Regions from separate parts of the Muntiacus reevesi genome. Here region 1 is linked to region 2. Evidence: chromatin contacts called from public Hi-C data. All regions are on one chromosome and are shown on one strand. Each heading gives the region's core, a stretch centred on a gene start, on an enhancer-like site or on the middle of the called end of the contact. The rest is flanking DNA. Distances are from core to core; before and after follow the strand shown. Region 1 holds the start of ATF1 (activating transcription factor 1). Region 2 holds the start of SLC11A2 (solute carrier family 11 member 2).

What was found. A called contact is a pair of places that touch in the nucleus more often than the background predicts.
Region 1: a contact with region 2 is called in a Hi-C map of muscle, with 6 times the contacts expected there. The contact joins the promoter of ATF1 here to the promoter of SLC11A2 in region 2. A contact is called at or near these places in 2 of 3 Hi-C or Micro-C datasets (blood and muscle).

The regions. Positions count from the first base shown.
Region 1 is chr4:145,368,450-145,372,330 of mMunRee1.1, forward strand. It overlaps ATF1 (activating transcription factor 1), which reads right to left and starts at 2,461. Exons shown (of 8, transcript XM_065934421.1): 1 at 2,322-2,461. The coding sequence starts at 2,411.
Region 2 is chr4:144,969,911-144,974,032 of mMunRee1.1, forward strand. SLC11A2 (solute carrier family 11 member 2) reads left to right here and starts at 1,375. Exons shown (of 17, transcript XM_065934411.1): 1 at 1,375-1,508.

The DNA of each region.
Region 1 (3,881 bases), core at 1,211-3,710, 400 kb after region 2:
AGGTTCAACCTCTGGTTAGGGAACCAAGTTCCTGTAGTCCACGAAGTGTGGGGAAAAAAAAAAAATTGAACTATATTTCAAGTGAATAAAATAAACAGACTGAAAGAAAAAAAAAAAAAGGTACCATCACTGGGAATGAATAATTTGGGGACCTAAGAAATCATAGCAGGCTTCAATCTTGCAGACATATGAAGAATGTTAAAGGCATGGAACTTTTAGGAATATATGTCAAGAAAGGAGCATAGGAATTCCCTGGCAGGTCCAGTGGTTAAGACCCCATGCTTCCACTGCAGGTGGCATGGATTCTATCCCTGATTGGGGAACTAAGACCCTGTGTGCTGTGCAGCGTGGCCAAAAAGTGGGGGGGGGCGGGGGGGGGGGTGGGCTAGGAACTAAACTAAGAACTTTTTATATATCATCATCTGGATTCTCTATTTTAGAGATCTGTAAACGGAGGTTCAAAGAAATTGCCACTTCTATAGATCTCACTTAAGATGTGAATTTAAGATCTGAAGTCAGAATTGTTTTAACCCAAAATCCACGTTCTTTCAGTCTAAACTGCCCCTCTTCCAGGAATACCTTCACCTCCCCAACTTATCCACCTGGCAAACTCATTTTCAAGTTTCATCCCAAATCCAACTGCTCTGGGTCCTTCCTTCCTTGTTCCACTGTACCCTGTTATTTATAATGAGGTTACTTAACTTTCTGAACTGTGTTTATTGACATGTCTGTTTCCCTCACTCTCAAGGTGCCTAAGAACAGGGCCTCTATCTTGTGATTGTATGCTCTGTGTCCAGCAGGGACCATCAAGTATGCGGTAAAACAGTAAACATCAACAAATATAGTATAATGAAGTGAGTCTTAAGTTTCTCCACCTGTAGATGATGGACAAGCCTGAGGACAATAAGTCTATTGCTCAACATTTCCACAACTCAACTCATGATATCCCCTCAAAATTGCTATTAGTCATACTTAATTTCAGATCTTCAAATGTGCCTGCAATGCTTTCTCTCACCTTCCAGCTTTTATGTATGCTGTTTCCTCTACTAAAAACACTATCCCTCCTCATGTGACCTATTCCTATGAGTTATTCTTACAGGCAAACTTTCCTGCCTCCCTTAGACTGGTCTAGATGAAGTCTGAGAAGCTTTGGCTGTATCCCCATGGCACAAGTTTCCTCTACCATTCATGGCACTCATCACAGAATTGAAATGACCTGTTTTCTGTCTCCCTACCAGAAGGCAAGCTTAGGGAGTCAAGCACCACATCCTACTCCCGAAATAATACCTTGCACTTACTACTACTCAATAAAATGTGTTTAGTTGGGTTTACCTACCTAAAACTGATAGAAACAATGATATCTTCAGATACCTTATCAAACAAGATATCTTCAGAAAATTACTTCAACCCAGCTTTAGAAACAGGAAAATTCAGGCACAAGAGAACACTCTATTTTAGAGCTGAAAATTCAGCAGTACCAATATAAATAAATGGGATGACATGTGAAGAGAAAAAAACATTTTGAAGGTACTACCACCTACTGATGATATAGCAGTACTGCACAGATGTATCAGACAAACCTTAAAAGTTAACCGCAAGTTGAATAGAACATATTCGGCTTTAAGAACACCGTACTGATTCTAATTGAGACAGAGGAAAACTGCATATTATACAGTCTACAGGAAAAACAGTATTTAAATAAAACTGCATACATCTGTTCATAATGAAATTTTCGGGATAAAATGATTTTGCAAACATAAGCAAATATACTTTGCTATGATAAAACACATCACAAACGAGGCCAGTTTGGACAAATTTATGCTGAATTAAGCCTCAGAAACGGAAAGGATCCCGATGACTATTATTAGCCTATTACGCCTCAAAAATTGACAATAACAACTAGTCATTGACATCTACAATAATAGTAGATTGATCAAGCGGGATGCTCCACGGCGAAGTGGACGCTCTGAAATACCATGCTTAGTTTTGTGATACAGGAGGAGACAGAAGAGAACGTTTTCTCGGTTTGAACGCTGTCCAGTTGGTAAACTGACGAGTTTCTGTCACTCCACACTACCTTCCCATGACTGCTTCGTGTATGATTATTCTACCGTATGTCTCCCCACTCGACTGGAAGCTCCCGGATGATAAGGGTTGGCTCTGCCCCAACAGCGAGCGGTCCGGGCCCCGCACCCCGAGGGCGCCGGGCATGCTCTACGGTCTTCGGCGAAGATAACCGGTCTCTGGAGGAGCTCGGCGGACGACGCGCGGAGGCCAAGGCCATGCCGCCCTCCCCACGGCTCCCGTCCCAACCCCGAGACCTTCGACAGAGGACTCTCGCCTTGGGCCGCGGAGGCGGCTTCAGAGGCGAAAACCGCCCCGCGGCGGGAGGTCTTCGTTTTAATTTTCATTGGGGGACAGCAGGCGGGAGGGAGGGAGGAAGACACCGCCGACTGAAGGGGTGCAGCAGGCCAGGCAACGAGAACCGGAAGCGTGCCCCGCCGGGGGAGAGCGAGCAGCCCCTCCCCCTTCCGCCAGGCGCCCTCTGCACCCCTCCCCCACCGCAGCCGCCCCGCGCGACCCCCCCCCAGACGCGCGACGCGCCTCGGCGTCCCCGCGGGGGCCGCGTCCCCGCGCCCTCCTCTTGCCCGGGGACACGGGAGCACGTCCCCACCCCGCCTCCCCCGCCCCCTGCTTACCTGTGGCTGCTGCCTTGCCGCTGTCCGGGGCGGGGAACTTCCACTCCCCCCTCCCAGGTGGATCCGAATTCACTACCCACTTCCCCACCCCCTCACGCGGCGGGGGACGTGCCTCTTTCTTAGGGGTCAGGCGGGGCGGGGAGAATCAGTGTCACTTAACAGCCAACTGTCCTAAGCTACCGTTTCCTCGGCAGTCAGGGCCGCCACTGGCGGCATGATCTACACCAGGCCGGGGGCGGGGGAGCGAAGGGGGGCAAAACTGAGTAACAGAGCGTGGGGGGTGAGGTTAGGGCGGTCCTTCCGTGAGGGCGCCGTCCTACGTCACCGCGTTGCGCACGTGACGCGCCGCCATCTTGTGTCGGGGTATCCCGGTATGGCGAGTTCGTGTTGCGAAGGTGTTATTCTGGCGAGAGTTGGGCGTGGCGTTACCTGCAGTTTCTTCTAGCCTCAGGAGCTCTGTCTTCACTGCTCCCAGACGTCTGTTTTCAGAGGCCGCACCCGCTCGGGGGCTCAAGAGGCCGCTCGGCCTGAAGCAGTTTTCTTCGGTTCGTGGCGTCAGTCTCAGCTCAGCTCCTACTTGGTGCGGCCCAGAGCTGTCGTCCCGGCTTTGACCCACGCCTAACCTGCCGCCAGTTATAGACAGAGTGACTTGAAGCCTGAAGGCTTGTCCTCAGTTTTTCTAACCACCCTAACTAATAAATGTTAATCCTATAAAACAAGCGTTAAGAGTTGTATCTTTAATCACACATGAAAGGATTAAAAGCCACACCCACAAGGTGTCGGTAGGGTGTTGGTGTGTCACGCTGAGCACAGATTTAGATAGAGAAAAGTTACAGTACAATCGAGTGTTGTAAAATAAAATCACACCGGGAATTTCCTGGCGGAGCAATGGTTAGGATTAGGCGCTTCCACTGCAGGGGAAGCAAGGCTCCATCTCTGGTCTGGGATCTAAGATCCCGCAAGCCGCACAACCCGGCCCCCTCAAAAAAAACAATACAATGAGAAAAAAACAAACAATACAATGACACCGTCGTTCTGATACATCACAAAAGCTTTTTAAACTTTATTAAATGAGTGTCTACCTTTCTGGAGAAGGGATGTTGTATTATTCTGATATATCCTGAATTTTTTTGTTTATCCATTTCCTTGCAAATGTTCTTTGCTGACTTTCTGGAGATAATA
Region 2 (4,122 bases), core at 125-2,624:
TCTTTAACAATGTGTTGCCCAGAGCAGGGTAAGGGGCCTTGTGTAACAAGGGGAGGCGCGCTTGTCTGCATATATAGAGGCAAGAGACAGGAGCCGCACTGGGAAACGTCAGACCGAGCCTGCACAATGAAGAAACAGAGTAAGAAGGAGGCAGCCCCACAGTGTGAGCTAAGTAAGTAGCCAGCAATAAGTATGTAACAGTCCAGGGAATCTACCCACCAGAGCAGACCTGGAACGCGATAAGGAGGCTCCAGGCATTTTATTTTCTAGTTGCAGTAGAAGTTCCCAAAGGAAAGGTTCTGGTCTGGAGGGACTTCATCAAGCCTTTCTGAAACACCCCATATGTGTTGCAGAGAGATTCTCAAAACTAATTTGTGCATTTTCTTTTCTCTCTAGGAGAAATTCTGTATGGAAACCAGCCTGTATCAGATCATTGATGATTCTCAGACCAGTTTTTTGGGTTCCTGAATTTGCCTGTACTTTGTACTTTATTTGGATTTTGCTTTTTGCAGTTTACTCTCCTTTCCTCTTCTCTTGGACTGTTTTATCAACTAATAAAAATTTCTCCTAGCAGTTTTTACACGAAGAAAGATATTGGAGAGTTTTATGCTTTTCTTCTCTAGGTCTATGACTTGGTTAGATAGGCTTGGTTACTTTTAAGGAAAGCGGTTATGGGGCGATGTGGGGGCCAGGAGAGAGAGGGGTCTAAGAATGTTTCTGGTAGCTATAAACGACATTGTAGAAGATTAGAGTGGTTAGTCAGACTATTTTCTCCCTTCTGAAGCATCACTAGCCTGGTCGTCATCTTCAGAGAAAGACTCTGGGATGTGCGATTGAAACTGGGAATGGAGCGGGACTGCTTTTGGGTAGGTGGAAAATAAAGTTTGGGAGGAGAAGCGAGGCAGCTGAGTAGGAGAGCGGAAAACAATTCATTGCGGGACTTGGGAGTTGGGCTCCTGACGCCGCCGAACTGGCTGCACTAGCTGAGGCTTCGCGGTCCCTCCCAGGTGTGGGGCGCTCTTGGTGGGGCCGCAGATACCGTGATGTGGCTCTGGGGGCGAGAGGCGGCTATACTTTGCAGGGTGGAGTCGGAACTCTCTCAGAGCCGTGTCTCAGAAGAAATGATCTTGTCTTCCAGGGACGTGAGGTCACGGCGAACTACAGCCGGAAACTTACTCTTCTGCAGGTTGCTAGCGGGGTGGGAGACTCCAGCACACAGTGTGGGTTGGACCAGCTCCAGCACTAGCTCAGCCGCAGACAGCTCCCGCCCAGGCCTCCGTGGCCCCGCCCCCAGTCAGCCCTGGAGTGGGCGGAGACTCGGGATCCGTAGTCAGCCTGCCACGCGCGTTGGCCGCTACGGCGAACACGGAGAGTCCAGCCAATAGGAACGTGCAGCTGCGATCCTGTTGGCCAATCGCGAGGCGTGTAGGGGGGGTAGGCTGGCGTGGCGCTGGCTCCAGGGATATGGAGCCGCTGGCGCGGGGACCGATTGTCAGGTTGCGAAGCCGGTAAGGTGGGGAGTGGGCCACGTCAGGGGTCACGCGGGCGCCCCGCTTTCCCCGGGCTCCGGGCAGCTCGAGGGCCAGCCTGGGAGCAGGCGCCGCGGCCAGTATTTGGCGTGCGGGGCGCCGGGCGGGTCTGCGAGGGGCGGCGCGGGCCGGGAGGGCCTGGACGCGGGTTCCAGATGGAGCCGCATTCTTCAAAGGAAGAGCGAGAGGAGGGCGCCGGGAGCGGGGGGCGGGAAGCGAACGCCGGAGGTCACAGGGGCCTCTCTCCTTGCCCGCCGCGGCCTAAGGAGACCTAAAGAGAAAATGGCTGTATCCCTGGGCGGATCTGCCGCGTTCCGGGGACCCGTGGTCGAAGTTCTGCTGACCCCGCTTCACGCCGCGGGAGAGGCCGACGGACGTGGGGCAAGGTCCCCTCGGCCTCCTTCTTATCTTCGGAGCCCTGGTGTCCTGTCCGCTCCCTGGGCCTCCCGCCGCCGCACTTAAGCGAAATAATTCATTTTACTCCAGGCGACATCCAAGAAGCGCCTCTTCGTGTGAAGGGCCTGGACAGACCGCAGAGTCCTGGTGTGTAGATCGGTTTTAGGGCTGTTGTGCGGCCTCCAGGCCCAGGAACTTCTGTAGGGGCGTTGTCGCACTCCTGGTGTGAGAAGGGCGGCTGGCTGTTCGACGTCTGTTCGGTTTCATAGGTTCCTGCTGTTACAGCTATGTTTACTTTTGGATGTTCTGTTTTTGTTTTTTGTTCAATTGGTCTTCCCCAATTCTCTTCATATATCAGACTATTTCAAAGAGCATCATTGAAGGAGAAGTTGAGTAACCTGGACTTGAGTTTTCCTGTGTGTAAAGTGAAGATATTCTCAAAGCGTCCACTGCTTTCAAAAGAAGTGTTAATGGAGTTAAGGGAATGTGACACCTCTTTAAAGCAAAAAGAAAAGCAAAAATTATATGGAATGCGAGGCAAGAGGAGACAGGTTTCCAGAAGCTTATGCTGGCTGTAGTTCTAATGAATATTGCTGCAATTAGGGGACTTTGTGTTTCTCCCTTGACTCTTATGGAATCTGAACCCCAACTAGTTTGCAGCACTTCTTGGCTCTGTAAACCTTTGAGCAGGATTCTTAGGCTCTTTTTTCTTTTGTTTCCACATACTTAAAATGGAAATTGATGGTATCTTGAAGAGTTGGTGGTGAGTATTAAATGAATTAATGCACATAAAGTGCTTAGAACAGTTCCTAGCATGTAGGAGCTTTTGTTATTAATATTACCTGTTAGTGCCTTCTTTTCCCTAAAAGATTTCACACTAAAAGAATTCTGACCTTATCACTTATTCTTTGTCCAGAATCTGCTGAGCCTATTGCCAGTGAACCCTTAGGCCTCTTTTCCATTCACATCTTGTGACTATAGACTCTGCTGGGTGTTTATCATTAAGCAAGGTTGGAAACTCCAGCTATGCAGTACTGTCTGTCCATGATAGCTGTGTTGGGTAAATGAAAACATTGGCTGTTTAGTTTTTCATTGAGTAATATTTCATTTACAATCTTGGCCTCCAGACTGTTTTTTTTTTTTTTTTGACCCAGTAGCAAAAAGGCCATGATTGCAGCACACTTGGTTCCTCAAATTTCTGGGATGGCTATGGGACTTGGGCGGGGAATTTCTGGGCAGTTTGGCCGCACTTCTTATTAGTGAATGGGGAAGCTTGATGCAAGTCTTAATCTACTGTTAGGAAATCGGCGGTGATCCCTTGGAAGACGCCACAGAGCTAACTAAGCAGCTTTGGTTCGTTAATTTATTTATTTATTTTGTTTATTATTTATTTGGCTACTTTGGGTCTTAGCTGAGATGCGCTGAGTTCTCTCTGCGGCATGGGCTCAGTAGTTGCCCCGCTTCACGTGAGATCTTAGTTACCCAATCCGTGGATCAAACCCACATTCCCTACATTGGAGAGGGAACTCTTAACCACTGGACCACCCAGGAAGTCCTTGGTTCAGTTTAGACTCAATGAAGTCGTGGTTAGAGGTTACACACCGGTATTTACAAAGCAGCATCTTTTCTATTAATAATTGACTTAGTTCTAAGAGCTTGGGTGAGTGCTGTGAAATCAAAGACATCTTTAGCCTCTGTCTCCTTATTGTGTATGTAGATAGAAATGTCTGCTGACAGACTTAGTTTCTTTCTGTGAGTTTAAAATTTCTTTGAGGTTCTCTTGATACTATCTGTAAGGCTTTAATAGAAGACATTTCTGTCTTGCAGTTCTCCCCTTCCAAGAAAACTGCTGTTTACATACGTTGCAGAATTGGGAACTAATGGCTAAATGAGAATCTTTGGATTTACAAAAAAAGAACACGGCCTACTGCATAAAGTATGCTGGCCTGTATGCTAGCTTTGTATTAAGACAATTTAGTATTTGTATAGTGTTGAAAGTTTGATGTTGGCTTTGTGCGAGTAGAGAACATTTTGCTTTAATAAGGAGGACAGGGAGTGATATCTTTAGAGAGTTGAGTGCTTGAGGCAGAGAGGGAAGCCTTTTTCTTTAATATTGTTGTCATCTTTATCATGTGAGTCTGATTGGAATAAATATTTTGGAAAAGAGGACAGGGGGTGTTTGAATGTACAGAATATG